7 separate regions of the Mus musculus genome follow, and regions 1, 2, 3, 4, 5 and 7 are each linked to region 6. Evidence: chromatin contacts called from public HiChIP or PLAC-seq, Micro-C and promoter capture Hi-C data. All regions are on one chromosome and are shown on one strand. Each heading gives the region's core, a stretch centred on a gene start, on an enhancer-like site or on the middle of the called end of the contact. The rest is flanking DNA. Distances are from core to core; before and after follow the strand shown.

Region 1 (3,396 bases), core at 34-2,533, 1.1 Mb after region 6:
GACTGCTTATCAACAAAGCAGCCCTGCCTCCCTTCTTTCCTAGGAGGCCTAGGAGATTCTGCCGCCACGCCATCCCCCTGCCAAGCCAGTCACTTTCCCCGAGGGCCTCCCCCATCCCAGTCCCTCCTACAGCCTGACTGAGTTGCAGCTCAAATTAGAAGTCGTGCAGCATGGGGCATTTTCTGGGAAAGTGCCCAGCCTCAGAGCCATTGGTACCAATGAGCAGGGACAAGGACGGAAGAAAGAGTTCCATTCCACAAAGGCTCCGGGAGACAGAGGCCCTGGGAGCAAAGGCAGCGAGATACCTGGGGAAGAGTACTCGCAGTGACATCTCCCAATACGCAAGGGTAAGCAGACTAGCATGGACACTACTTCTGGGGAGAGACTTGAAAGGCTGGGCCCTGATGGGCAGGGATGCCGGGGACCTCTCTAAGTCCAATCGGCACCTCGGGGGAGCCTCCTTGTAGGGTGAGGTGGCACCAGCGTCAGGCAGAGGCCTCGTGACAAGGATGCCCAGTCCACCTTTGAGATGACACCACTTATTGGCAGAGGCCCAACCCGCACGTGAGGTGATTTCAGTGCCGGGAGGAGGCCCGCGGATCTCACCAGCCCGGTCAGCCGCTGTGGCTCACTCGACGCCTGCCCCACGCGCGGCCTTACCAAGACACTGCCCTACAGGGGTGCTGAACGGATTCCCCAGCAGGAACTCCATCTCGGCGGGCCTCGTTCCAGCCCGGACTCCTGTGTGCCACGGGTCTCCGCTGCCCGCGCCGCGTTCTGCCCTGACTGACACTTGCCCCCGCCCCACCCTCCGGAACGCTGAGCGCCCGGCCTGACCTCGCCCTCTGGGTGCATCTCTATTGGGCAGCGTCTAACCAGCCCACTTCCGATTGGACGACACTCCACTCTCAGTGAAGTCCCACCCACCCCGCGGCGTCCGATTGGGCACGAAGCAAGCTAAGTCACTAGGGTCTCCGTCAGCCTAGCGGCACAACCCCCGGACCCGCCTCCAAACGAGTGGCCGTTCTTCTTGATTCATTAGCACGTTGGTCAGTCTAGAGAATCTTTACTATTATTGGATAAAAGGTGTGTCAATCGTTTACATAGGCGGGCAGAAAGAAAGCGTAACTAGAAGTTGAAGCTCGTTGACTGTGCTGATTGGAGAAACGTTTGTTTTCTTCAAGTCTGGTTGGTGTTAGAAATATGGCCACGTGACGAATCAACTTTCACCCAGGATATTTATCGCTTGACTTCCCCTTAGCAACCAAGTGGCGGTGTTTGGTTCCCCAGCAACCAAACGAAGCGTCTACTGCAAGGGGAGACAGTCCTTAGGAAGGTAAGAATCAAGAGTTTAGCTCCAGAAGATTAGAGGTTGCATGATTGAGGTCTGTCTTGTAACTCTTCTTGGAGGACTCCGACCTGACCCGTCTCATCTGTAAAATGAGCACACATGTCATTTTTACACTTGTACTGAGACTTAATCGGGCTTTTGAAAAAGAAAAGAGCGTATAAAATCTTAAACTAGCAAAAGCAAGTAGGAAAAGGGTCCATCAGCCAGTTTCCTGGCCTGATTCGTTTCACTGAAAGAGAGGTACCCGATACACTGATAACTCATTCTAGAGTTTGGCTGTTATATCCATCCTCTTGATCTGCAATAAGGTATTTCATTTGGTGCCGTATGAAGTGTTTGCGATGAGAATAAAGATATCAAGGTTCCATCTCAGTCTCTGTCAGTAATTCACTCTATGACTTTGGTCACAGACCCCCCCCCCGGCCCCCCACATACACACATACCTCAAGCCTCAATTTCCCTATCTGGGAAGTAGGGACACTAAGATGTCCCTTTTAAATAGCTCCCAGAACTGGCATGGAGTTAAATAAGTGGAGTGCACTGAGAGTACGACAAGGACTTATTCTCATCAGTTGCTTTTATTCTCATTACTGTGGGACTCATAGGGTCTACATAGTGTTTCAGGTCCAGCTAACCCAGGCTGTTGTTTCCCAGGTAAACCAGTGACGAGGCTACCTGGTTGATTTGTTTGTAAAGCTTTCTGCTGCTTCTCCACATCCTACCTCTGGTCTTCACCAAGGACACTATCATCAGGCAAGTCAATGGGACCCCCATTTGGATAAATTATTGACATCCTCCCCATAGGGGAGGATTCTTTGGGCCTTGTTCTGTAGGCAGAGAACATGTGACAATGTCTGTCCCTAGTGTGCTGGGTACAATAGAGTTGTGATTAAGAAAGTGGATTCTGTGTTAGACATGAGGTCGTGCCTCTTGGTAAATCTTCATATTAGTCAATCGAGAAATTTCTCTTACAGAGATCCCTACTGTGTGCTTTCATAGTTCCATACACCCACTAACCTGTCAATGTTTGTAAGTAGATATTGGGATAATTTATTTAATTCAAGTGTGGTTCAGAAGTCAGGCCACACCTCTTCAGTATCCTTTCACAAGGTTGGTTATAGAGAGCCGCTCTGACCTTGTAGCTTTCACAAAGTTCTCTCTTTCACTCCTTACAGATGTGAGCAAACCCAGCTTCCCCTGATTCCTGGGCCAAGACATACCTGAATTGCAACTTTACTCTCTTAACTAAGCCTGCCACCGTGCCAGGAGTCATGTAGACTAGGTCAGGTCAGGTCACATGGTATAGAACTAAAAGCCACCACTGTCGTTGTCCCCCCCCCCGCCCCCCAAAACTGTGAGTCGTAAGTCCCTTTGTTCTCTGGATCTGAGGGAGCTAATGGAACTGGAAGATTTGTCTTTCTCTTCTGGGCACCATGTGGCTGCCAAGATTCTGATGCAATCTCTCCTAGTGCCCTCTCACTTCAGGGCTCCTCATGGCTGTCTGTGGCCTCGAACCTCTGACTCTCCTAGCAAAATTCTTCTGGAGGGCAATTGATTTTAGCACTACTCCTCTTTCAAACACTATTATTGGGTCAATCAATTACTTTAGCTTAGGCATAACCTTCCAAACTAGATTTTGTCTCAGACCTTCCTATAAACTAAGTTCCTAGTGATGTCCCACCCCTCTGTATTACAACCACTCTGGTCACTCACTTTCCCCTCCCCTCCCCTTCCTTTCCTTTCCATTTTTGTTTGTTTGTTTGTTTGTTTTGACACAGGTCCCTCTGTGTAGCTCAAGCTGGCCTCATACTATGTAGACCAGGCTGGCCTCAAAAAGTCACAGGGATCTGCTTGTATCTGCCTCCCAAGCGCTAGGACTTGCACCACCACTCCTGGCTAGCCTCACTCCTTTTGTAATTCTTGCCACAACAGCTATAATAAAAACTAAAATCCGATCCATCTTCACCTTACAAGCCCTAGGAGCTTGCCAGCCATTATGGAATACAAATGCAATATAGACCCTGTATCACTTCTGCTTTCCAGCT
Region 2 (3,744 bases), core at 1,220-3,719, 1.1 Mb before region 6:
CTGGACCTTGCTCTGTTGACCTGGCTAGCCTCAAACTCATTGAGATCCACCTTGCCTCTGCCTCCCGAGTGCTGGGATCAAAGACTTGTGCCTGTCTGTCAAACTATCACTTCTCTGACCAACTTTTAATCACCCTGTGGTCAAAACCATCTTCTAAATACTGGCTCCAATGAAGGGCAGAGTAATATAAAGTGGCCTACCTGGAGTGACAAGCTCGGGGCGGTGGGGTGTGTGTGTGGGAAGCAATCAGTTATTCCATAGGTTTACAGCATTTTAGGGGTTGTAAATTTAGGCACTTATTACTTATTACTAATAATTACTTATTACTAATCTGGATATATTTATATGTTTATGTCCCAAATACTTCAATTCAAATGTATTTTAGATATTATTTTCTTACATATAATGTGCTTTTCCTTAAGATTTATTTGTTTGTTGCTTGCCACCAATAAGTTTATTGGTGTGTCTTTAGACACACCAGAAGGCGGCATCAGATCCCATTACAGATGGTTGTGAGCCACCATGTGGTTGCTGGGAATCGAACTCAGGACCTTTGGAAGAGCAGCCAGTGCTCTTTAACTGCTCTCCAGTTCCTATTGAACTTTTTTTTTTCAAGGCATACCTTTGTTTAGAACTGGGGGGGTGGGGACAATAGTAATAGGTTATTTTTCTGCCGCTGGGAAGGAGGAGTAGGAGGGGGAGAAGGAAAAGGAAAAGAAGGAGGAGGAGGAGGAGAGAGACAAAAATGTCTGGACTATATAGGGAGGAGCCTGTGGGGAAGGGCAGCCCAGCCCCTTGGCTGGAAAGTTCAGGGTTGGAGGCAGGGTATGCCAGGTAGGGACTGAGGGATGCTGGGAGAACCTGGTGGCCAGGTCTGCTTTGGCGTGTAAAATACGCACCTCAGTCCCTTGTCCCAGCATCCAAAACCAAATATTTAGGAATCCAGGCTGCCCATGGAGAGGCACCATTCAGCTCTTAAAAAGATCCATGTTATAACCATGCTTCTCTGTATTTTCAAAACTATGCTTTTCCAGTTGAAGAAATGTGTTCAAACTTTAGTTTCTCTTGTTTGCAGTTTGAAAGCCATTGTTTAAAGTGTAGACACTCCCCTCCAGTCCCTCCAGAAATACAATTAGTGTCTGTGAGAAGCTCTAGGTGAAGGGTGTGTGTGGGGGGGAAGCCAGGTGTTTCCTGTTCAACTCTTTCAGAGCACACCAGGCCTATTGGTGGCAAGAACCCCCCCTCCCCCCAAATTCCATGCTTCTCACATGACTAGCACATGCTAGGTCCACCCTCTCCTGAAGGACTCAACGGCTGCTCCTCACATGACTAGCACATGCTAGGTCCACCCTCTCCTGAATCGAATCACAGAACAGAGCAAGGACATGCACTGAACAGACTGAGGGAAGGCAGTGTCTACCTAGCCTAGACAACCCGAACACCTCAAAAGAGGCCAGCCCTGCAGCTAGTCCCATCAACATTGTTGCAGGGAATCCACCGCAGCTACAGTTACTGACTGCCCAGGCCTGGTTCTTTGTGGTGACGGTTGTGGCTTGGTCTAGGGTTTCATCCTCATCACAGTCTTGTGTCTCTATTTACAGATCCTGGAGAGAAACAACAAAGGCTGGGCTTCAGAAACTGTCCCTGACATCGTTACCCCAGAAGCTGGCTGTGCGATTTCACAGTTTGAAAGGCTAGCTCTCATTTAGTCAGTAAGTCCTATTTTGGGGATTTCTTCTGGAATAAAAGTTTAAAATGAAAAGGGCAAAGTGACTGGGAGACGGGATGTCAGAAGGGGGACACCTGCTGTATGCTTACCTACGGCCCCTAGGAGAGGAAGCACCAGGGGAGGGGAGGCGCTCTTCGGAGGTCTTAGTCTTCTTGCCCCGTGGGAAAGCACGAGGTGGCGATACATCCCAGCATGGCCTCGCTACCAGCGAACCCCCTACTCTCCCTGACTGGCCCCTCTCTCTCTGCACTGACCCACAGTGATACCAGGGACACAGCGGACAGCACAGGCCCCGGAGCAGCGCTGCTTAGGCCGTCCAGGTTCTGGGAGGCAGTGCTCAGCTGACCTCATTCATGACTCGGTTTGGTGGCGCTCTCCCACCCCTACCTAATGGTCATCCAGAAGGGGTTCTGTGAATAGATGGTCAGTGAATGAGGGGTTCAGGTTGCAGTAATCGAGGGTCAGGACACCCCATGTGCCCTGCATCATCACCTACAACCAACAGTCGTAATATGCTCTGATGTTAGGAAGTGGGGCCAGTTCTAGATCCCGTCCTTTCCCGAGGCGCGACTCATGATACTCCAGAACCTAGGCGGGGACCAAGTTTACACTGCTAGACGCCGTTTGAGGCCTCAGGGCAAACCTCGTTTTACGCACGCGCCCTCCGCCAAACCCAACTTTCTCGCTCTGCGCCTGCGCAGGGAGGCGGGGCGTAGGTATCTGAGCGCGCACGGGGGGACGGAGCCGAGACCGGCGGGACCGCGCACGCCTGGAGTGACGCGGAGAGTAGGCGAGTCGGGAGGGCGGACGGGTAGAGTGGTGCAACCTCTTGGTTTGGTGCCCATCGTCGGCCGCTCTGGGCGCCAGGACTCACGTCTCCCTGTCGAGCTGGGTTTCTGGAGCGGATCCGGGGCAAGAGGGAGGAGAGCTCGGGGTCAAGGGCCGCTGCCGCCCGCACTCGGCGGGGCCGCCAGCCAGGGTAAGCAGGTTAGGTTGCTTACGGTAGGAGCAGGAGGCGGAAGTGCCTCCGTGGCGACCCATCCTACACACGGGAACACTGAGGCACAGAGGCTACGGGGCTCTCGGTCCCCGGAGTCCAGCCTGGAGGCCTAAGGAATGGTGGGGGAGGCAAGAGGCCGCTCTGCTTGGCTCTTGGGGTGCTGCAGCTTTGCGTGGCAGGGCCGCCGTCGCGGAGCCAGCAAGCTGGATGGGGTGCCGTCTAAGTCCAGGGCTGTGGCCTGGAACGCTCCAGAGGGGACCTGTTGCCATTTCTTCTAACGGGCCGCTGCTTCCTCCTGCGCCCGTCTTGCACTGCTAAAGCCTTTTGTTTAGTCTTCTGGAACAGGGAAGTGAAGCTGATTGTCTCCCAGACGCTCTGGCGCAAACAAAAGCCGACGACGAGCAGGAGACACTCAGTGGAACTGAGTTCTGCACGGCTAGCAGGGAGAGCGTGGTTTCGTGCGTTCGCACTCCTCGCTCTTCAGAGCCCACCTGGGTGCACAGACACCCTGCTCCCAAGTTTGGATAATCAGGAGCGGTCACAACAGATTGCTTGGCAGCCTAGGGTGTGTGTGTGTGTGTGTCAGTGTTTTTGTGTCTGTGTGTGTGAGAACACAGGGCAGTGTGTGTGTGTGTGTGTGTGTGTGTGTGAGAACCCCTTTCTTTCCCTTTGTAGTTTCAAATGTAGCTTGGTTTGGGGATCGAGTTTTAAAGCCAGCCTGTGAGGCAAACATTGCATGGGATCAAAATTTTCCTTTAAGGGAGAGATCGCACAGCTGTTGATACACTCAACCCTCTCCCCCTCACACTCATAAAAATAAATCTTTAAGGGAGAACGCAGCCTCAACCTCCGAACCTTCCTGAAGAATTTTGAAGGATAATTTTTTTAGGGTTTAATGTTTATTAATGTATGAATTTATAATTAATATCACGAGTGTGTTGGTGGAAAAAATAGGCCGAAAAGGCGTCAACATTCTCAGGGGCTGGAGTTACAGGCATTTGTGAGCCAATTCACA
Region 3 (3,872 bases), core at 165-2,664, 1.2 Mb after region 6:
TGATTTCTTAAGTCCTTCATAGTTCCCATATCACAATATATTGCAAACTATTGTTTCGTAAGCATAATGAATCCTGCATCTGATGTTGAGAATCATTCAGGTGAGACCACATGCCCTCAACACAAAACAACTAACTGAATTTAGAGAGGTCATCACTACTTTTCATTCACTGAAGTGAACCTCACTTGTAGCAATCTCTCTTTCAGAAGCAATGAAATAACCTTCTTTCAGTCTTATTACAGTCCTTAGTAGGTCAAAGAAGCCTGGCATAAACTCCCACTTAGAGAAAGCTGCAGAGAATGCAGAGGCTGTGGCACTGCACTAGGACAGAGGGCCCGCAAACCCCTAAGGAAGTGTGCTGTGTGTGGTGGAAGACTTAAGGCCTGCCTCTGTGCCAAGTCTTCTGCTGGGTCCTGAGGACACAACACAGTCATGAGGACACAACACAGTCAGGTCAGTCTTTGCCTTCCATAGCCTCAACCAGTCTGCTCTGTGACCTTGGATGTCCTGATTGAAAGCCCAAATTTTCCTTTCTGAATCCAACTAAGACACCTGCTCCCCTTTAAAAGGAAAAACAAACAAACAAACAAACAAGCAAACAAAAAAACCCTGAAGCTGGGAGGTGGTGGTGGTGGTGGTAGTGGTGGTAGCACTCAGGAACTAGAGACAGGAGGATCTCTGAGTACGAGGCCAGCCTGGTCTATAGAGTGAGTTCCAGAGCAGCCAGGGTTACACAGAAAAATCCTATCCCCGAAAAAATAAAAAGAAAAGAAAAAATAAAGGAAATTGAGAAAAGCCTCAAGAGCCAAATATCTCGTGTCCTGGGCACGCTGTGTCCCCTAAAGTCACCCTCGCACTTGTTTGGATGTCATTTTTCAAATTGAAACAGAACTCTGTTGCTCTAAATATTCGCATAGGCCTGAACCCTGCCTGTCACCCCGCATTGCACGTCAGAAACCTTCCTCCAGGTGAGCCCGACTTGGCTCCTGACCAAAAAGTCACATTATGTCCGGGCCTCACCTGTTGGCGGGACATAGGCCCGGGCCGGAGGCTGCGGAGCTGGCCCCGGCCATACTGAGACGGTGGGGTCACTGAGACGCCGGTCCAAGAGACCGCGCCACCGGTCCCTCAGCCGGGGGTAGATTCGCCACATCCTGCCCAAGGACCTGGGTGGACACATGCGTGGAAACAGAGTACAGGAAAAGAGCGAAGAGAACCCCACACCCCTCGCTGGTTCTGTACGGAAACCTCTCACCAAGGGTTCATAGCCCTCAGCCTCCTCAGCACGCCGCCATCTTCCTCATGACACCTACGGCGCGCCGTCGCAGCCGTGCGCCCCGCTGCGCGCCACTCCCGCCCCCGTCAATCAGCATCATAAACGTGCTCGCCACGCCCCCTCCATGCCGCGCCACGGGAAGAAAACTACAAGTCCCAGAGGGCCGTTCGCGCTCTGCGCCACGTGCTTTCTCTGTCCGCCAATGGGCGGAAGCGCCGCGTGAGCTTGCTCCCGCCTCTCCAGCGCGCCCGCGCCAATTGGAAGCTGCAGAGTGTGTGTGTGTTTGTGTGTGTGTGAGCGCGCGCGTGTGTGTGTGAGCGCGTGTGTATGAGTGAGTGAGTGTGTATGCGCGTGTGTGTGTGTGTGCGTGCGTGCGTGTGTGTGTGTGTGTGTGTGTGTGTGTGTGTGTGTGTGTACCCGCGAGGGCAAGTGGGAAGGGAGACCCAGCTCAGGTCTGGGAGGCCCTGCTTGCAGGTCTCCGGGTCCAGGTGGCAACACGAGCGCTTGGTCTGGCCTCAGCGGGCGGGTGGTTCCCCGGCCCCTCCCCCGCGCGTGCGCGCCCGGGTCCGCCCTCCCCGCAGCTTCGGCTCCCGCGCGGCGGCGGCGGTTCCTTCCCCCTCCCCCAGCCCTGGCTCCGGGGGACCCCGCGATGCCGGTCCGCACCGAGTGTCCCCCGCCGGCGGGTGCCTCAACCACATCCGCGGCCTCACTCATCCCGCCGCCGCCCATCAACACCCAGCAGCCCGGCGTGGCCACCAGCTTGCTCTACAGCGGCTCCAAGTTCCGTGGCCACCAGAAGAGCAAGGGGAACTCGTACGACGTAGAGGTGGTGCTGCAGGTGAGCGCCAGGCGGCAAGGCCGGGCCCGAGGGCCTCCTCGCGGCGCTCACGGGCCGGGCCTGCCCTGGGCTCCTCGAGCCCTCAGCCGCGGACCAGGCCCTCTCACTGCCGGGGCCTCCTGCACCCGGCGCCTCCCACCGGGACCTGCCCAGCTGATGTCACACTCTCGAACCCTACCCCTAGCCCACCCCTAGACTCAGAGCCTGTAGTGGCCAGTCTCCGACAGACCCCGAAGACTGTCCCACACTTAGAGCCTTTGACTCGCCGGCTTGGGCATCCGGAAGCTCCCCCATGACTAGCCGTCCTTTAGCCTGAGTCGGTTCTTCCCAAGTCCTGTCCTCCCTACACCAGCCAGCCCTCCCACCAGTCCCTGTCGGATCCTGAAAAACTCTCCATTGGCTGCCCCAAACTCAGTACCTCTCGATAGCGGCCAGTGTCACATTCTCCCGGAATGAAGCTTTTCCTCTGACCCCAACTCCATCCTGAGTGCCAGGGACATTGCTCCTTAGGAGAACTCAGTCAGCCCACTGCTGACGGGGGAGAGGTGGCCAACCTCCCTCCATTGGCTGAGACAACCCACAGAGGTTGAGGCTCCCCAAAGACCAGGGAGCCTCACACCCAAATATCTCCAGTTGCACCACTTAGTGTTAAGACCTTGTCTCGTGGGGCCTTCCAGTACCAAAACCCGGCGTCAGTCAGTTCATAGGCATCCGCTGCTACACTTTGCTTCCTGTCCCAGGCTTCTTACCCTACCCTGCTGTGGCTCCTTCCCATCCCTGGCAGTCCCCCTGGCCTCTCCCCAGACCTCGCACCTTGATCTAGCTGGTTGCTATTGCTGGCTGTAGTGTTGCTGATTGTTATCTGCATAGCTCCAGAGTTTCCTCCGAGCCTCAGATGCCTAAGTACTGGGAAATCTAACACAGTTTTGTTTTGTGTCCACTTACCTCCCCCTATTTGACCTGGATATCTGAGTACTGGCTGGTGGCTGCCAGTCCCTGAACAACTTTGAAACTTCAGCTTCATCTTCTCTGGGCCTTTCTTTTCCAGAACTCCACCTCTTTCTCTCCCCCTTGAAGCTTTTCCCAACTGAAGGAGATTGGTGGGAGTAGATATTTCTCTTTTATCTATCTCCCCTCTCCACAATACTCTTCTTTCTAGGTATTAAACTGTCTGCCAGAAGACCAATTCCCTGTCCCACCTTGTGTGCTTTCTCCTAATGCCACCTCCTAGGTAGTTCCCCAAGTCTTGTTCCTTGAAAGCCAGAGGTTTAGAGGTGCATACTGCCCCAGGGCCCGGGGAGATGTATATTGAACATGTACAGCATCCACCACCCTTGGTTCTAATTTCCCATCTCAGATTCTTTTGAGCAAATAGATCTCCCACTCCAAAGACTCGAGAGTGTCTCTGCTTTCTAACTGCAGCACACTCATCAGCTCTTTTCTTTCCTACCATTTGTAGAAATAGTTCTCTCAGCTTTGAGATTGGGAAAACCATACTCTTATTAAATGTAATTTTTCCCCATAAAGCTCTATCATGAAGTATGGTATTTATTGTCATTGGAAAGCTGTGACTGAGTTATTTCAAGTCTTGTTACCTACTGTGATAATCATTTTTTTTCCTCCTTAAGATGTGATACTATAGTATGAAAAAAATTAGGCTTTTTGTTTTTTTAATTCATTCAATCATAAAATTCTGGAAGTGAGTTCTCTACATGGATCATGTTTAGAGTGGCCCTGAATTTATGCCCATTTACTGAT
Region 4 (3,928 bases), core at 862-3,361, 1.7 Mb before region 6:
GTGTACCTAGAGCAGTGATCACAAACTGGAAGTCTGTTAGCTAACTACAACTTACAGGGGTTTTTAATTAGTCCACACTGTTTAAACCTTTTTTTTAATTAGTTGCTAACATTTAAAGTCTCATCTTCCATAGAAACAAAATGACATTTCTAGGTCCCCTTGTAAAAGATAATGCAACAGGGACACTTAAGTAGGTAAGACCTATCTGGTGCCAAATGGCTGCTGAATCCTTTCGCATTTGAACAGCATTCTCTCATACTCTAGTATCTCCAAATTTATAGTATTCTTTTATAGTAATCCAATTAGACCATGCATGCATCTGTGTTTGTAATGTCTACCTTAAATATGCTTAAGATTTTAACGAATGAAAATGCCAATGAGATAAAGAAAAGTTCAGGCTTATGACAGTCAATCTCAGTTGCCAAACTGATATGCCTAGAACCACCAGAGAGTCCTCTGGGCACATCTGTGGAGACTGTCCTGCTGAGGTTAACAGACTCGGGAAGACCCATCTACTGTGGGTGGCACAATGACAAAGGCTGGGATCCTGGAAGGTGTCAAAAGGAGAAGCCAGCTGATGGCAAGCATTCCCTGCTCTCGGCTTCTAGACTGTGGGTGCAAAGTGACCAGTTTCCTACGTGACCTTCCTGCCACTGGACAAGCGAACTGTGACTCAGAATAAGATCGCCTTCCTTGTTTCTGTCTGGGTATCTTATCACAGCAACAGGAAGGTAAACAAACAAAGGGTATGGAGACAGCACAGAAGAAAGGTCAGGGAGCCATGATATAATCCCCTAGAGTCATGTCTCTATTAGGGAAGAAGCAAGGGTGACAGGCTAGAAAGGTAGACCAAGAATATGCTGCCTAGTGTTCTCCCTCCTCTCCTCTTCTTTTTCTGCTGCCATCTTGTCTCTCCCTCCCAATAAAACCTCTTCCACGTGAAAAAAAAAAAAAAAAAAGGTGTTGCCTAGACTCTATGGGTACACGATATGCATATATTAAACTGTCCCAAAAACTCATAGAAAAAAAAAATTCCATACACAAGTACCAATTGCCATGCAAACTAACTCAGAAAAATAGAAAAATAACTCGTTTAACTTATTCATGGCAAGAACCTTTTGCATATGGACCCAGTTCTGGAGACAGAGAAGATATGTAAGGCAATTTCTGCCCCTGTCAGTCCAAAGGCTGATCTAACAAAAAGACACCGACATGCTTGCCCAAAGTTCAGAAGGTGTTCTTGCAGCTGTATAGACACTGTTTTAGAGCTACCTTTTTCTTCTTTCTCCGAGTTACAACATATAATATATAGTCTCTCGATTTGCTCTATGTAAGCAAATAGAACGCACATATTGCATACGTTCATTTAAATTTTATGAAACTAGAACATTCCGATTAGTAAACTCCAGCTGTCCCTATTATTTCACTTGCACAATAGAGATTTTAATAAGCATCGAGGACGTGCCAAGAGTTTAGGCTGAGTCAGGAGACAAGATTCGTGAGTGGTGATGTCCCTCTCCACCGTTCCTATAAGTAAGATTAAACACATACCAGACATACGGAATTGTACTATTTAATGTTTTCCGGGTATGGTTTTTCCTGATTGGAGGAGAACAATCCAGGTGACTGGAGAAGTCAAACAAGGCGCCTCACAGTCGAGACACAAATATGCCCAGAGCACACGCGTGACCATCGCCTTTACCCGGAGGCGGCGTGGCTGGCGTGGCTGACTAGCTGGAAGCCGAGCCTGGGGTCAGCGCTGCCGCCGGTCCGTGCGACAGGGAGCCCCAGCTGCAGGCTGCGGCGACTCCCCAGCTAACGTGGCGGGTCTCTCGTCTCCGCACGTCCGCACGCAGGTCCCACCCCCAGGCCTCAGGTAAACAAGCTCTCCAGCCCTTCGGCCGGCAAGCCCACCAAACATGGCTGGAAGCGTTGCAGCCCCTCAACCCGTGACCCCGAGACCCCCCAGCCTTCGCCGCCCTCACCCGGAAGCCCCACAACCCCGACACCGCCCCTCACCGCGGCCACCGCCGCTCGCTCGCCGATCCGACCCGACCGTCGCGGAAGTACTCCTGACCTCAGCGCGGAGGCGGGGTCGCCGTCGAGGAGTACTTCCGGGTCAAGCATCCTCTAGGGCGGAAGGCGCTGACTGCAGAGAGGTGAGTGAATCCGCTGCTCCGGTGGCTTCCTGAGAGGTAAAGGATGCTTGAAGCTGGACACGGGGGATGCCAGGATGTCCGCCCTCCGTGAAGGCTGGGTGTGGGTGTCGGGGTTCCGCCATGAGGTATTTCCAGAATACTCGAGGGCCAGCGACGATCCGGGACACAAACTGGGAATTCAGGGCGGGCCCTGCTCTCAGCTCACTGCAAAGGTGGTGAGGAAGGGAGACCACCACCATCAAAACAACGGAATCTGAGGGGGTAGTTAAGTGCTTTCGTCCAAGTTTAAATGCGGTGATGGAACGGAACTGAGTGAGGAAGTGAGAAGGGGGAAGCCTGCCTGTAGGGAGGAGGAGTAGAGGTTTTGAATAAATAGTAAAGGGAGACGGGGGGGGGGGGGGGGGGCGGAGAACTTGGGCACTGGGTCTTTGTGAGGTCGGTGACCAGGCGTTTGACTTAAAATTTGGAACTCGATGGGAAGTAATTGATAGTTTCTAAGCAGGAGAGTGATATGCTTTTGATTTGTAATTTTAGATGTGCAGTGCATCGCTTCATTTGTCCCTGGGCAGTTTATCCAAGAAGACATTAAGCAAAATTGTGTTAAAATATGGGGTGGGGGGGGCACCTGAAACCCTAAAGACTTGCTTTCGAGTGTCTCGCTGTTGTGTTGTGTTGGTGTATAGCTAAGTGGGAGTGCGTTTGCCTGTCATGTGCAAGACCCTGGGTTTGATCCTGAGCACAAAAAAAAAAAAAAAAAAAAAAAAAAAAAAAAAGGAACAGATTCCCCTCCTCTGTTCAATCCCTTACATCAGTGTTCAGATGTAACTGCCACTTCCTAAAACCCTTCAAATGTTTGACTTTACTTTCAATAGTAATTCTTTACATTTCCGTATGCTGATATTCTCTACGACCTTACTAAATGCCTGTTCCTTTGAAGATTTGCAAGTTCAAGGCTAGCCTTGGCTACATTGTGAACTCTAGGCCAGCCAGAGCTAAGTAACCACATCCTGTCACAAACAAAAACGTCTGGTCCAACAAATAAACCAGAAAAAAGATTTCTTCTGGTTTTCTTTTGTAAAGGAAAAATGTATAGGAATGTATCTTGGGCCACTAGTAACTGTCTTGTCTTTTACATGTTGCCATTAGTATTATAGTGACAATTCTGAAAAATTTTGGTCTTAGAGTCCATTGCACTTAAACTTACCAAGAATTTTGAAGAGTTTTGTTTAAATAGATTACTACTGCCAGTACATTCCATTTAAGAAATCAAAACTACTCTCAAAAAAAGAAGTAGCTTTAAAATGGTAAGTCACTAAATGATAACTGACATTTCTATAAAGATTATTTTCCAGGTGAAGTACTGGCACAGGTCTGTGATCCCAGCATTTAGCAGATGGAGGTACAGGCAGGAGGGGAGCTCAAGTTTACCTTGGAGTGCAAATTCGAGGCCAGCCTGGACTACATGAGACCTTTCTCAGAAACACAGTTTCTCTAATTTCTCATGGGAAGCTGTTACTGGGGAAAGGAAATGATAAGCAAAAGGAACAACTAGAACCAGAATGTGAGGTTGAAGACAGTTTAGAGACAGTAGAGAGTAAGACACACGTAACTGAAGCTTTGTGTGGGGACTGGAAACATTGTATGATTCTAGGCAAAGAAGGGGATGATAATGGAATCAGCATCCAGATATGGAAACTAAGCGGCCTCGAGCACATCAGAGCAAGTGATAAAGGTGCAACTTAAGACCATACCAAATTACAAACTATTTC
Region 5 (3,756 bases), core at 360-2,859, 1.7 Mb after region 6:
GCCGAGGCGAGGTTGCCCGCCTCTAGCAATTCTGTCTCTCTGTCAACGGGGCAGCAGATTGCAGAACGGTTAAGTTTAAGGATATCATTTGTTCATAGCCAGCTCTCAAGAGTACTGTCCTTTTGACTGGACCCATTTGGAAAAGAAAGAGAGAGAGAAAGAAAGAAAGAAAGAAAGAAAGAAAGAAAGAAAGAAAGAAAGAAAGAAAGAAAGAAAGAAAGAAAGAGAGAGAAGCCTAAGGCTTCTGCCTTTCTCTTTATGGATCTGATGTGCCTCCACAGTCCCCAGGAACTAAAAGCCTCACTGGAACTAAGAAAACTTCAGAAAAGAGGATCTGAAGAAAAAAGAAACAAAAAACAAACAAACCCTCAGATAAGGCCTCTCAAGGGATCAGGGCCAAGTGTCACAGTCAGCTGAGCTACCATCAGCATGACAGCAGGACTTGTTTCTCTACGGAAAGAATAGGGCAAGGGGCAGCTGGGCCCTGATTTGAATATGCCTCTGGTCTTGTTAAAGCTGGGCAGGTCCCATTTCCTGCACTCCCAGCCTCAGTTTACTCATCTGTAAGTGGGGCGGTATGTCACAACACAGGAAGTGATAGCTGCCCCCACGGTGGTTAGGTGGCACAAACGGGAGACCTGGCCTCCAAGTGCAGGTCACAGAAGGTTGGCTCAGGAAGTCAGGATAGGCTGCGTATGCTTGACTGCTTACAACCTACCTACTGGCCGACCACACTCAAGTGGTGCATCCTTCCAATCAAAATAATATGGGCAGTGGCTAAGTCGGGTCTCCCCAGAGGGCCCAGCTGGGAGGAGTGGGCTACAGAGAGCTCAAGGTCCCATATTCCACAATCTTTTCCAGCCCTAGAATCAATGGGAGGAGTGTCGGTCTGCTGGTACAAACGCTACAGATGAGGCTTTGACTTCTCTATCTGTTGAAAAGTAGCCATTTATCTATGTTTATCAGCACTTGCTGTGCACCAAATGTGTCATTCTGAACTTTTACTGCCACAGCATCTCATCCAAAGCGGTTTGCACTCCAGCTATCCCCATTGCAGATTCCGGGAGACCGATGCACACATTGACTAGACAAACTGGCCAAAGTCTCAGAATCACCTACCCGCCTCCTCCTCCAGGCCACATATTCCCTAGGTTATGCCCCAGGCCCCTGCAGGCTCCTCCACGGCGGCAGGAAGCAACCGAACACCCGGGGGGTGGGGGTGGCAGGCCACCAGTGACCTGCTCTCTGGGACCCAGGGTGGCAGCCCTCCGTCCGCGATGTCGGAGGCCGGCTGCGCTAGCAGGTGCGGGCTGCCCGGGCAGACGCGCTCCGGCGGTGCCAGTCGGGGGGTTCGGGAGCCCTCCCGCCCCGGGATCCATCTGTCCGTCCGCCCGCAGGTCCCGCCCCGTCCCGCCCGCGCGCGCGCAAACAAAGGCAGCTCGGTACCGTTGAGGCGCACGGAGAACTGGCGGCGTTGGCGGTCGTGCTCCACGCGGATGGGGCCGCCCTGCTCCAGTGCGCTCGGCGGGGTAGCGTGCGCCATCGCGCGCGCCGACACTGGGGACCGCGGGCCGCAGCGAACTGACTCTTCGGCGGCGCGGGCCGGAGAAGGGGGCGGGGCCGGAAATCAGCTGTGAGTCACGTGCGCTGCGCGCACTGTCTGTTTGGATACATTCCTGGCGTCTCTTAAAGAGACCGCGCTGCCCGTTTCGCTCGCGGCTTCAACAATGATGTGCTGGTCCATCCAGGGCGCCGATTGTCCTCCCGAATGCCCCAGAATGACTTTTAGGACCCACACGGACCCATATGCAAAACACGCAATGACCTATGGGGTAATTTAGATCCTCCCCGCGACAGCCATTTAATATTAGGCATTAGCCTCACTGCAAGCCTGAGGCAATAGATAACGTCAAATGCAAGGTGTTGACAGGCAAACCTACTCTCTGCTGGAATCGTGCGGGCTGGAGCTATGCAGCCCACCCACTCGGGCAGCTGTAGCTGATATTGAGAGATTACCCCTAGGCATGTTTGGGACTGGGTGAAAAGCCACCCCTCCCAAAGAAAGCCAGAAATATGAGGTCCCTAGGGAGCTAGCTACCCAGGAGCCAGTGTTTCTCTAGAAGTACAGTATTAGGAAAGCTTGCCGACCATGGATGTTCACAGAATCATATTCTGTTAATTACCGTGCAAATTTGATGTCCACATCTATGAGACCACCACACAGACATTAAAGTTTGAGTACCTCAGTGGAATGCTTGAAGGCTGTAACTTCAAACCTGTACAAAATGTGTGTCTGTGTGCGTGGCGGGGGCTGGGGGTGGGGGAGAGGCGGGGGACAGACCAACAAGGAAGCATTTTACAGCTAAATGGAGATCTCCGTGGGCTCCCTTCCAATTGATTTCTTCCTTTTGAAGTAGCTATGCTCCCTGACTTTTAGCGCTATTGACTAAACAGCTTTTCCTAAGAACATCCTATTTCTTAAGAACTACACAGTATTTACCTTTTCGTATCTGGTTTCTTCGCTTCCACCTGTCATCAGCTGTGTTGTTGCTGCTATCATGTTCACCAGTGTGTCAGAGATTTCCCAGGAAGCAGGTACCAGTTTTCCATCACGTGTTAATGGGTTGTTGTGTTGTTTTGGTTTGGAGCTGCTATGAGTAACAGGCTGTGGATGTCGTCTGGCCAGCATTCCCTTAGGGTAGCTCTCAGGAATATACTGCCGAGTTTTATAGCCAGTGGATATTTTGTTTTGTGAAAAACTGCAAGATCCTTTTCCAAGTGTACGACCTCACATTGCCACAGAGAGTTCTGTAAGTTGCAGTGGGCATTTTGTCATTAGTGGCAGTGACTGACTCTTGAACCTTTGCCCAGGCTGCCAGGCCATTTAGTCCCCATTTAATGAACACTTTCCTCTGTAACCCCCCCCCCCAATCTTTTATTTGCCTTCTTCCAATCATTTTTATTGCTTGGTTGGGGGGTCAGACATACTACTGAGAGAATCTTTTCTGAGCAAATAATTTCCTTTTAACAAGTGGGTGTTGTGTCACAGCGTTTGTAAACAGAAGGCAGTGCGGAGGTGTGTCATTATATGCAAAGTGACTGAAAGGGATCCAGCCATCATAGAGGGCCTGGAGCCTGGTTGGCAGAGTCAGAGCTGGAGGCAATTGTGAACAAGGAAGATTAAAACCTGTGAGTCTCAGGTGACGTCACTTCCAAAGAATGTAAGTGGAGATGGTCAAAATATGTTCCTGGACAGTGTCTGAACAGGCCACTCATCTGCAGGCTGCTGGGCCTTTGGATGACTACTGCCCAAGCACCACTTCCTGGGGAAGTCCTCCTGTGCATTTATGTCTACAGACGTGGCATCTGACCAGCCAGTCTAGACCAGGGGAGAGTCTGATCTGATAAGCCTCCAATAGGGCCTGGCACAGTGGTTGTCTACCTATGGGTTGTGACCCTCGAACCAGCCTTTCACAGTGGTTGTCTAAGACCATTGGAGAATGGCTATTTACATTAATTAATAACAGTAACAAAATTACAGTTATGAAGTAGCCATGAGAATAATTTTATGGTTGGGGGAGGGGGTCACCAGAACATGAGGAACTGTATTAAGGGTCGAAGCCTTAGGAAGGTGGAGATCCACTGGCTAAGCACAGTCCAGATTCTTTTCTTTGACTCTTTCTTCTTTGCTTCTGTCTCTTTCCTTGCTGGGGTCTGTAAGCTCTACAGAAATTCTTTCTGGGAGCCAGCGATGGT
Region 6 (3,956 bases), core at 1,441-3,940:
CCTTCAGGACATTGACAAACCGTCCAAGCTATTATCTATAATCTGTATCACAATCAATATTGGACACAGACGTTGGTGTGTAATGAGGAATCCCAATGTATACACACTCCCACCCCCAGCTACCTTTTAACTTCTCAGTAGGCAATGTCAAATCTTCAATAGTAGATAGAGAATACACACAAAAAGATGCTATTGCGTGTCAAATCTCAAGTCAAAGAAATTTCCATTTTTCTCTCCTTACCATCTCTGACAATTTCATGAAAAGGTCAAAGAGATTCAAGAAAGACAACAGGGAAGACCAGGAATGACAGAGCAACCTAGAGCAGCACAGCCTTTGTGATTACGAGTAGATTTAAACCTGTATATCAGAGCCAGGAGGTGGTGGCTTATGTCTTTAATCCCAACACCCAGGCAGATTTCTGAGTTCGAGGCTAGCCTGGTCTCCAGAGGGAGTTCCAGGACAGCCAGGGCTATACAGAAAAACCCTGCACATCAATGTAACATTTAATTCTAAGAATCTGAAAAAAAAAATTGACCAAACAATTTCAAAGCATTGTGACAAGCTATTGCATGAACTTGCACAACAAGTTTTTTCTCTTGGTTAGGCTGCCTGACACTGGGTTACCACAGCAACTGCTGGTCTAATTTACCTTTACTTTAAAAAAAAAAAGAAAGAAAGAAAAAGAAAAAGAAAAGGTATTTTGAAGCCTGTCTGGTCCTGGGCAGAGGAAGCAGCCCAGTGGAGCAAAGATTCTGAATATCCGTTCTACAAGGGGCAAGGGGCACAGTGGACGTCCCAGATGCATGACTTACAATCACAGCTGTGTGAGGGCCACAGAACTAGTTACTGCTACTTTCCTTTCAGGATGAGTAGACTGAGTATGAGTCAGCTGTTATTCACACTGCCTTAAACCTTGTATGCAGTGCTAGAGATCCAAACCAAGACTTCACGAAGGCTAGAAAAGCACTCTACCATCTAGCTCCTAAACCTTTTTGAAGTAGCAATTCTGTACATCTGCCTCACAAGCAAGAGAACAGTGTGGTGATCCAGTGACTCAGACCCATTTTCAAATCTAAGGATAAGTGAGAGACATTCCAATAAGGGAAACCTTTATGCCACAGAAGACAATGTAGTTCACACATCTGTGACTGGCCCTTACACCACACAACTCTCTGGAGAAACAGAGAAACCAGGTAGTAACACAGTGCATCAAATCTCATAGTTTAGGCTATTTCTGCTAGTGCTGCTAAAAGTTCAAAAGTGAGGACACTATAGTCACCTATGTCAGGCACTGTGGATACTGGCTAAGACAGAGGAGAGACACGAGGCCAGCACACAAAGCACCATGGCACCTCACTAGTCTTCTGACAGACACGGCAGAAACCACCAGAATCAGCCTGCAGGAAAAACTGCTGACCACTAGTTGTGAAACAAGAACTACAACAGAAGACTCCAACATGGGTTGTGGCATCAACTACTGGGCTCTCCAATGACTTCTGGGACCAAGAGCAGCTGACCCTTCCTTTCCTGACAAAGCAGCCAGTTGCTGTTTGAATGGGAGAATTCCTTCTTGATGTGAACAGAATCCCTAGCATTTTGCATTTGTTCTATGTAGCTAGACCATACAACATATGTAGCTACCTACACTACAAACTGACATGGCACGACCACCCTAAATGGACAGCCAGAATTGTGTACTGGACCTGGTCTCTGTACCTGCGGACTGCTCAGAGGCCGGGAACGGGTTATTCCATGGGCAGGTTAAAGATTCTCCAATTCAGAATGGCCTTTCTAATCCACCCAAAAGTGCATAAAGGAGCCGGTCAAGAGGCGAAACAAGGCTCAAACCCCTCCGGGGGCCATCGGCACCCCAATGCAGATCTCACCGACGATATTCGGGGCCCAAATCACGGCTAATTGGGGATCACAGTGGGTATTCTGGTATCCCCCGAGATCCGCAAATGCGCGTGTTAAATCCCAGCACCTGGATCCGCAGTTCGGAGCCCCTGTCCGACACCTGTCCCTTTCCCTTCCCCCTTCCTACAACTTCGGTCCTCCAGGCCGACAGGAACCGGACTCGAGAGACAGAAGAGGAAGACCTCGCCACCCGAGTGACCTTGACGTCGTCTCGGGGCCACCCGAGCCTCAGTTTCCCCAAGCCCGCGGTTCATGCCGTATCTGAAGCGGCCGGCTAGCCTTTAAGAAGGAAAACCCCGTGACCCCCCGAACCCTGCTCCCCGCTCCCAGGCTCTCGGGCCGTGGAGCCTAGGAGAGGCGCAGAGAGGAACAGCAGGAAACCTGGCTTCCTGGAGAAGAGCCGGCGTCCTGGCCGGACTTCCGGGCTGCGGCCCGCGGCGGGCGGCCAGGCAGGCGTAAGGGCCGCGGAGTGGGGGAGGGCCAAGCGGCCGTGGGCGACGCGGGACTCCGGGGCGTCCCGATCCTCTGTCCGGCCTGCCGCCGAGCTCACTGAGCATAGACCTCAGGCCGCCCGACCGGACTCGGTCCTTAGCAGCCGCAGCTGAGCGCCCCCTTGACTCCCACGATGACCAGCCCGCGGCCTCCCCAGTTTCGGCCTCAGCGCGCCCCGCGTCTCACCTCCGCGGCGGCTGCTCCCAGCCAGGCGTTGGTTTCGCTCCCACAAGATGGCGGCGCTGACGGCAGCCACGTCAGCGCCTGCCGCGGGGCACGCCGGGGGAAGAGGGCGGGCACGCAGAGGGCCCCGCCCCCACACGGATGGCGCTTGCGCGTCTGCACTTTGTAGCCTTCACGGGGCGGAGCCGAGGTCGCTCTGTTTCCGGATCGGGTCCCGGGCTAGCACTCTGGCTCCCGGCACTAGAACGAGCAAGGGTGTGGTGTATGGAGTTCCGTGTCCGCCGGCGCGTGCGCACGCGCGCCTTCCTGCGGAATTCCAGCCCATTCCGCGGATGCGGGGGTTGAGGCCAGTAAGCGTTCTAGAGCGCCAAGGTCAGAGTGGGAAGGTCGTGTCAGCCCTAGGAGGTGTAATGTCCTTCTCACAGTACCCCAGGGTCTCTGATATTCCAGCTGGGCCCTGGAATTGAAGAGAATGATGTGACCGACAGATGGCCAAAGTGGGAAGAGGCGCAGGCCAAATGTCAGACAAGCACCATGTCTCCACACTGGTCTTGGACCTGTGTGCACGCTCAGAGCTGACTGAGAGGACCAGACACCTGCATGGGCATAGCACTGCCTGAGAGGCAGTGATGGGGTGGCCTCCTTCAGGGTGCAGGTGAGGAGGAATCCGTTAACTCTCCCCATCGATGCAGGAATCAGGCCCAGGCTCTGTCCTCCCTATCCAGTTCTTCCACCCCGTGTGCTGTTGGGAGAAGTCCCACAGGTAGGAGATGTTGAGGGCCCTGGGAGATTCTTTTGAGCCTGGAGCCCTATCTATTGAGTTAGCAGGAGACAGTTCTGTTACCAGGGCCTGCTTCAGCCACTGTTGTGTCCAGGCACAGGGTACAGGGCATCCTCACTGTGTTTGGGGGTTGAGACCTCCAGAGCTTTCTCCCCAGAGTTGTGGGTGCTGAGCCTGGCAGGATTCGATGCAATAGTCACCTTCTTGACCCTAACACATCCCTTTCCATCGCTCAGGGCTCCATTTTCAAATGCTGCTTCTGTAAACGTCTATGGGGGTGCTTGCCTGTTCTCTCTCACCCTCAACACACAGCAAGTGTTTATACAAAGCCTTGGGTGTCGCTGCCTGCCACCAACCCTGGAGAAATGGCAGGACATCTCCTGAGACCTGTGATTCCAGCCATGCCAGAAGCCTGTCTTAGCCTCATGGATAAGTCGACAAAGAGATGGGGTGTCCAGAAAACCGCAGGCTAATAGTCAAGAACCAAACTCCCTTTCTGTACCTAAAAAGGCTAAAATTATGAAAAAATGGAGACAGGGTGGTAGTCATTCTGTTTATTGTAATGTGACCACTGTACATTGT
Region 7 (3,649 bases), core at 532-3,031, 1.5 Mb after region 6:
AAAGAGAGGGGGTGGGGGAGAGGGAGAAAAGAATCCCCGGCCAAGTGTGTGCGTGTATGGGGGGCAGGGGGCGCTCCTTAAAAAAAGACATTTAAGGGGCTGGAGAGATGACTCAATAGTTAAGAGCACTTGCTGCTCTTTCAGAGTACTTAGGTTCGATTCCCATATCTCACATAGTGGCTCACAACCAGATCTGATACCCTTTCTGGCCTCGGTGGGCATGTGTCTGATACACAGGCATACATGTAGGGAAAACACCCATAGACATTAAAAAATAAAAGAGAGAGAGATCTAAGCAGTAGTTAGGCTGAATGTCAGTCTGTAACCCCAGTACTTAGAAGACAGAGGCAAACAGATCTCCATTGTTCAAGGCCAGCCTGATCTACTTAGCAAGTTCCAGGACAGCCAGGGCTACATCGTGAGACCCCTGTCTCCAAAACAGAAAAGAAAAAATTATTACTCAAAGACATTTTTAAGAGGTGAAGTAGTTAGGGGCCAGCGCCCACCTAACCTTGGCTCCCCCTTCCGGGTATTTTAAAACTGGAGGCAGAGGTCTGGAGATCCAACTGTTTGCAAAGAAAAGGGAACAGCTCCTAGGAAGGGCCTCCAGCTGAATGATAACGCAACAGTCCTTGGGGTTTTACCCTTCTCACCTCCGTTTTGTCAGGAGACAATCCTATCTTTCGTGTATCTTAGAATCAGTCTATAGGAGTAGTAATTGACTTCTCTAGTTCCTAAACCTAAGTGTTACCCCTAGGGTGCCACCACCCTAGTCACAGGGTCTGCAGAAGGCAGGGACAGGATTCCATAAGTAAGGCTTGAACGCCAAGATAAAGGAGTTGGTTACCGCTTTCCAATACTACTGAACTTGTGATTGACCAAGGAAGAGTTTTAAAATACACGTGTTCTCACACTCCAGACCCAAAGAAGGGAGAGCAATGCTCCACTGGTATGTGAGCCGAGCAGACAGATCCGGCGAGCAAAGGTCTATCAAAAGCGTGAAAAGGTTTTACATTTACAAAAAGCCTGAAGGCTAGGGAGAAACCGAGAAGTGAGGGCGGCCGGGAGGGGCCTCTCGCAAAATAGGCGGAGTCGCTTTCGCCCGGGCTCCCGGTACCCAACGCGCTGTCGGACTTTGTGGGCGTTCCTCAGGGAAGCAGAACCCAAGTGCTTCTTACCCGCCTCATACGCCCGTTGGACAGCAAGTCGGCGATCCCCTTGGCAGCGTCGTTTTTCTCCGCCACGCAGAGAACTTTTCGCACTCCTCGGAAGGCCACTTCCATGGCAGCGCGGGACAGGGCACGGCCTCCAGGCCGTCGGTGCCACTGAAACGCTAAGAGGGTGACCGGGAAGATCATTCCCTAGGTCCTGCTCCAGCAGCAACTCCACGGGTGCCCGTGCATGCTGGAGAACCCAGAGGAAAAGCCACGAGGAACTGTGAGAGCCACCTTAATAAATGCAGTTTTTCCAGGCAACTGCCGCCTCGATCAGAAACCCACACGTCCGAGTCTCGCTTAAACTCGCGCTCACAGACAACTTCCGCCCACTGCGCCACTAAGCAGCCTTGAACTACAACTCCCAGAATGCCTCATGCCCTGTGCACGTTCCTCCAACACCGTTTCTCCTCCTCCCTTCCACCCCACTGTATTCTACTTTCCTTTTCTTTATGACAATGGGTAGTTAACGGGACTTGTCCTCTGGAAGATCTGATTGGCAGGGCCTCTTAAAAGGCGCCACTAACTTGGAAGTCTGTGTGGGCGTTTCCGGGTCACGCGACGCTGATGCTGGGGAGTCATGTGATACCAAGATGGCGGTGCCGCGGTAGCTTCCCTGGGACAGTACGGTCCTAGGAGCGGCGACAGTTTCTGCCCTTAGGTCGTGGGGAGACTCATTTGACTGATTCTGCGGTAGCCCGTGGCGAGGATTAATGACACGATCAGAGCTGGGACTGTTGATGTCGCCGGTAGGTTCCGGGGAGTGCTGGTGACCTAGCTTCAGGAACCTTGCGCCGGCCCGGGCAAACGCTGGAGAATGGCCAGCCTCCGTCATCTGGACCTGCAGCTTTGGAGTTCATGAGGCTTGCCCAGGGCATCACAGGTCCCAAACCTTGAGAGTCTGCGGCAATTCGAGTTCTTCGTTGTGTGACAGGGCAGTTTAGGATCCCCGGAAGTGCAAAGAAGGCCGCAAGAACTTCGTTTTCGCATCCAGAGGCCTGACTCTCCCTCCGACCAACCCTACATTATTTTCCATTTCCTCTCAATGTGCTTGCCATATTTCAGGAAATATGATCAGCGCCCCTGATGTGGTGGCCTTCACCAAGGAAGATGAATACGAGGAAGAACCTTACAATGAGCCCGCTTTGCCTGAGGAGTACTCAGTCCCTCTCTTTCCTTATGCCAGCCAGGGGGCAAACCCCTGGTCTAAACTGTCTGGGGCCAAGTTCTCCAGGGACTTCATCCTCATTTCCGAGTTCTCTGAGCAGGTGGGACCCCAGCCCTTGCTTACCATCCCCAATGACACCAAAGTTTTTGGCACTTTTGATCTTAATTACTTCTCTTTGCGGATTATGTCGGTGGATTACCAGGCTTCATTCGTAGGCCATCCTCCCGGTTCTGCCTACCCCAAGTTGAACTTTGTGGAAGACTCTAAAGTGGTACTGGGAGACTCTAAGGAAGGGGCCTTTGCATATGTGCACCACCTCACCTTGTACGACCTGGAGGCCAGGGGCTTTGTGAGGCCCTTTTGTATGGCTTATATCTCCGCAGACCAGCATAAAATCATGCAGCAGTTCCAAGAGCTCTCGGCCGAATTTTCCAAAGCATCTGAGTGCTTGAAGATGGGCAACAGGAAGGCATTCGCTGGGGAACTTGAAAAAAAGCTGAAAGACTTGGATTACACAAGGACAGTGCTACACACAGAAACCGAGATCCAGAAGAAAGCCAACGACAAGGGTTTTTATTCTTCTCAGGCGATTGAGAAAGCCAATGAACTGGCCAATGTGGAGAAGTCCATCATCGAACATCAAGATTTGCTGAGGCAGATCCGCTCATACCCTCGTCAGAAGACGAAGATCCCTGACTTGCAGCCTGGTGATACAGAGCATACCCAGGATCAGGCTGACCAGGTATCCACTACCTCTAATCCTGAGGAGTCCGCTAATGCAGACCTTTATACCTGCAGACCGGCTTACACCCCCAAACTCATCAAAGCAAAGTCCACCAAGTGTTTTGACAAGAAGTTGAAGACCTTGGAGGAACTCTGTGACACTGAGTATTTCACTCAGACCCTGGCCCAGCTTAGCCACATTGAACACATGTTCAGAGGAGACCTGTGCTACCTCCTGACCAGTCAGATTGACAGAGTGCTTCGAAAACAACAGCCCATAACGAATTTCCTCTTTGAAGATTTTGTAGAGGTGGATGACAGGATGGAAAAGCAAGAGAATGTACCCTCTCAGCCCAGTCAGGACAGGCTGCCTCCCAAGCCTGTAGAAGAATGCCCCATTCCTAAAGTGTTAATTAGCGTTGGCTCTTACAAGTCCAGTGTGGAGTCTGTATTGATCAAGATGGAGCAGGAACTTGGCGATGAAGAGTACACGGGGGTGGAGGCAACAGAGGCACGCAGTTTTGACCCCCAAGAGAACCTGGAC

Evidence for each region. Promoter capture Hi-C pulls out the DNA fragments that hold promoters and counts their contacts. Hi-C and Micro-C count contacts between places; a contact is called where the count stands out from the background. HiChIP or PLAC-seq counts read pairs in DNA pulled down with a chosen protein or histone mark.
Region 1: a contact with region 6 is called in a promoter capture Hi-C map of neutrophils, with 3 times the contacts expected there. The contact joins the promoter of Drc3 here to the promoter of Arf1 in region 6. A contact is called at or near these places in 5 of 39 promoter capture datasets (the C10 cell line, liver, neutrophils and 1 more), 1 of 115 datasets of contacts at active chromatin or transcription factors (large pre-B cells) and 1 of 9 other capture datasets (adipose tissue).
Region 2: a contact with region 6 is called in a FOXA1 HiChIP or PLAC-seq map of pancreatic cancer cells. The contact joins the promoter of Cnot8 here to the promoter of Arf1 in region 6. A contact is called at or near these places in 1 of 39 promoter capture datasets (pre-B cells), 1 of 484 Hi-C or Micro-C datasets (CD8 T cells) and 2 of 115 datasets of contacts at active chromatin or transcription factors (large pre-B cells and pancreatic cancer cells).
Region 3: a Micro-C map of embryonic stem cells shows a contact between it and region 6, with 4 times the contacts expected there. The contact joins the promoter of Gid4 here to the promoter of Arf1 in region 6. A contact is called at or near these places in 7 of 39 promoter capture datasets (the C10 cell line, the HPC-7 cell line, hippocampal neurons and 3 more) and 1 of 484 Hi-C or Micro-C datasets (embryonic stem cells).
Region 4: a promoter capture Hi-C map of neutrophils shows a contact between it and region 6, with 4 times the contacts expected there. The contact joins the promoter of Mfap3 here to the promoter of Arf1 in region 6. A contact is called at or near these places in 2 of 39 promoter capture datasets (neutrophils and pre-B cells).
Region 5: a contact with region 6 is called in a promoter capture Hi-C map of liver, with 6 times the contacts expected there. The contact joins the promoter of Natd1 here to the promoter of Arf1 in region 6. A contact is called at or near these places in 3 of 39 promoter capture datasets (liver and pre-B cells) and 1 of 9 other capture datasets (liver).
Region 7: a promoter capture Hi-C map of liver shows a contact between it and region 6, with 2.9 times the contacts expected there. The contact joins the promoter of Smcr8 here to the promoter of Arf1 in region 6. A contact is called at or near these places in 3 of 39 promoter capture datasets (the C10 cell line and liver), 1 of 484 Hi-C or Micro-C datasets (B cells), 1 of 115 datasets of contacts at active chromatin or transcription factors (microglia) and 1 of 9 other capture datasets (liver).

What each region holds. Positions count from the first base shown.
Region 1 is chr11:60,352,097-60,355,492 of GRCm38.p6, forward strand. It overlaps Drc3 (dynein regulatory complex subunit 3), which reads left to right and starts at 1,284. Exons shown (of 14, transcript NM_029044.2): 1 at 1,284-1,336; 2 at 2,006-2,104. It overlaps Tom1l2 (target of myb1-like 2 (chicken)), which reads right to left and starts at 809. Exons shown (of 15, transcript NM_153080.3): 1 at 661-809. The coding sequence starts at 712.
Region 2 is chr11:58,101,501-58,105,244 of GRCm38.p6, forward strand. It overlaps Cnot8 (CCR4-NOT transcription complex, subunit 8), which reads left to right and starts at 2,470. Exons shown (of 7, transcript NM_026949.5): 1 at 2,470-2,708.
Region 3 is chr11:60,415,731-60,419,602 of GRCm38.p6, forward strand. It overlaps Gid4 (GID complex subunit 4, VID24 homolog), which reads left to right and starts at 1,415. Exons shown (of 6, transcript NM_025757.4): 1 at 1,415-2,114. The coding sequence starts at 1,926. Atpaf2 (ATP synthase mitochondrial F1 complex assembly factor 2) reads right to left here and starts at 1,304. Exons shown (of 8, transcript NM_145427.3): 1 at 1,021-1,304. The coding sequence starts at 1,180.
Region 4 is chr11:57,516,554-57,520,481 of GRCm38.p6, forward strand. It overlaps Mfap3 (microfibrillar-associated protein 3), which reads left to right and starts at 2,112. Exons shown (of 3, transcript NM_180599.1): 1 at 2,112-2,159. It overlaps Fam114a2 (family with sequence similarity 114, member A2), which reads right to left and starts at 2,091. Exons shown (of 14, transcript NM_026342.3): 1 at 2,020-2,091.
Region 5 is chr11:60,912,183-60,915,938 of GRCm38.p6, forward strand. Natd1 (N-acetyltransferase domain containing 1) reads right to left here and starts at 1,610. Exons shown (of 3, transcript NM_025294.5): 1 at 1,447-1,610. The coding sequence starts at 1,543. It overlaps Gm39830 (a long non-coding RNA gene), which reads left to right and starts at 3,751. Exons shown (of 2, transcript XR_879908.2): 1 at 3,751-3,756.
Region 6 is chr11:59,225,577-59,229,532 of GRCm38.p6, forward strand. Arf1 (ADP-ribosylation factor 1) reads right to left here and starts at 2,691. Exons shown (of 5, transcript NM_007476.3): 1 at 2,597-2,691.
Region 7 is chr11:60,775,744-60,779,392 of GRCm38.p6, forward strand. Smcr8 (Smith-Magenis syndrome chromosome region, candidate 8 homolog (human)) reads left to right here and starts at 1,782. Exons shown (of 2, transcript NM_001085440.1): 1 at 1,782-3,649. The coding sequence starts at 2,285. It overlaps Top3a (topoisomerase (DNA) III alpha), which reads right to left and starts at 1,622. Exons shown (of 19, transcript NM_009410.3): 1 at 1,179-1,622. The coding sequence starts at 1,358.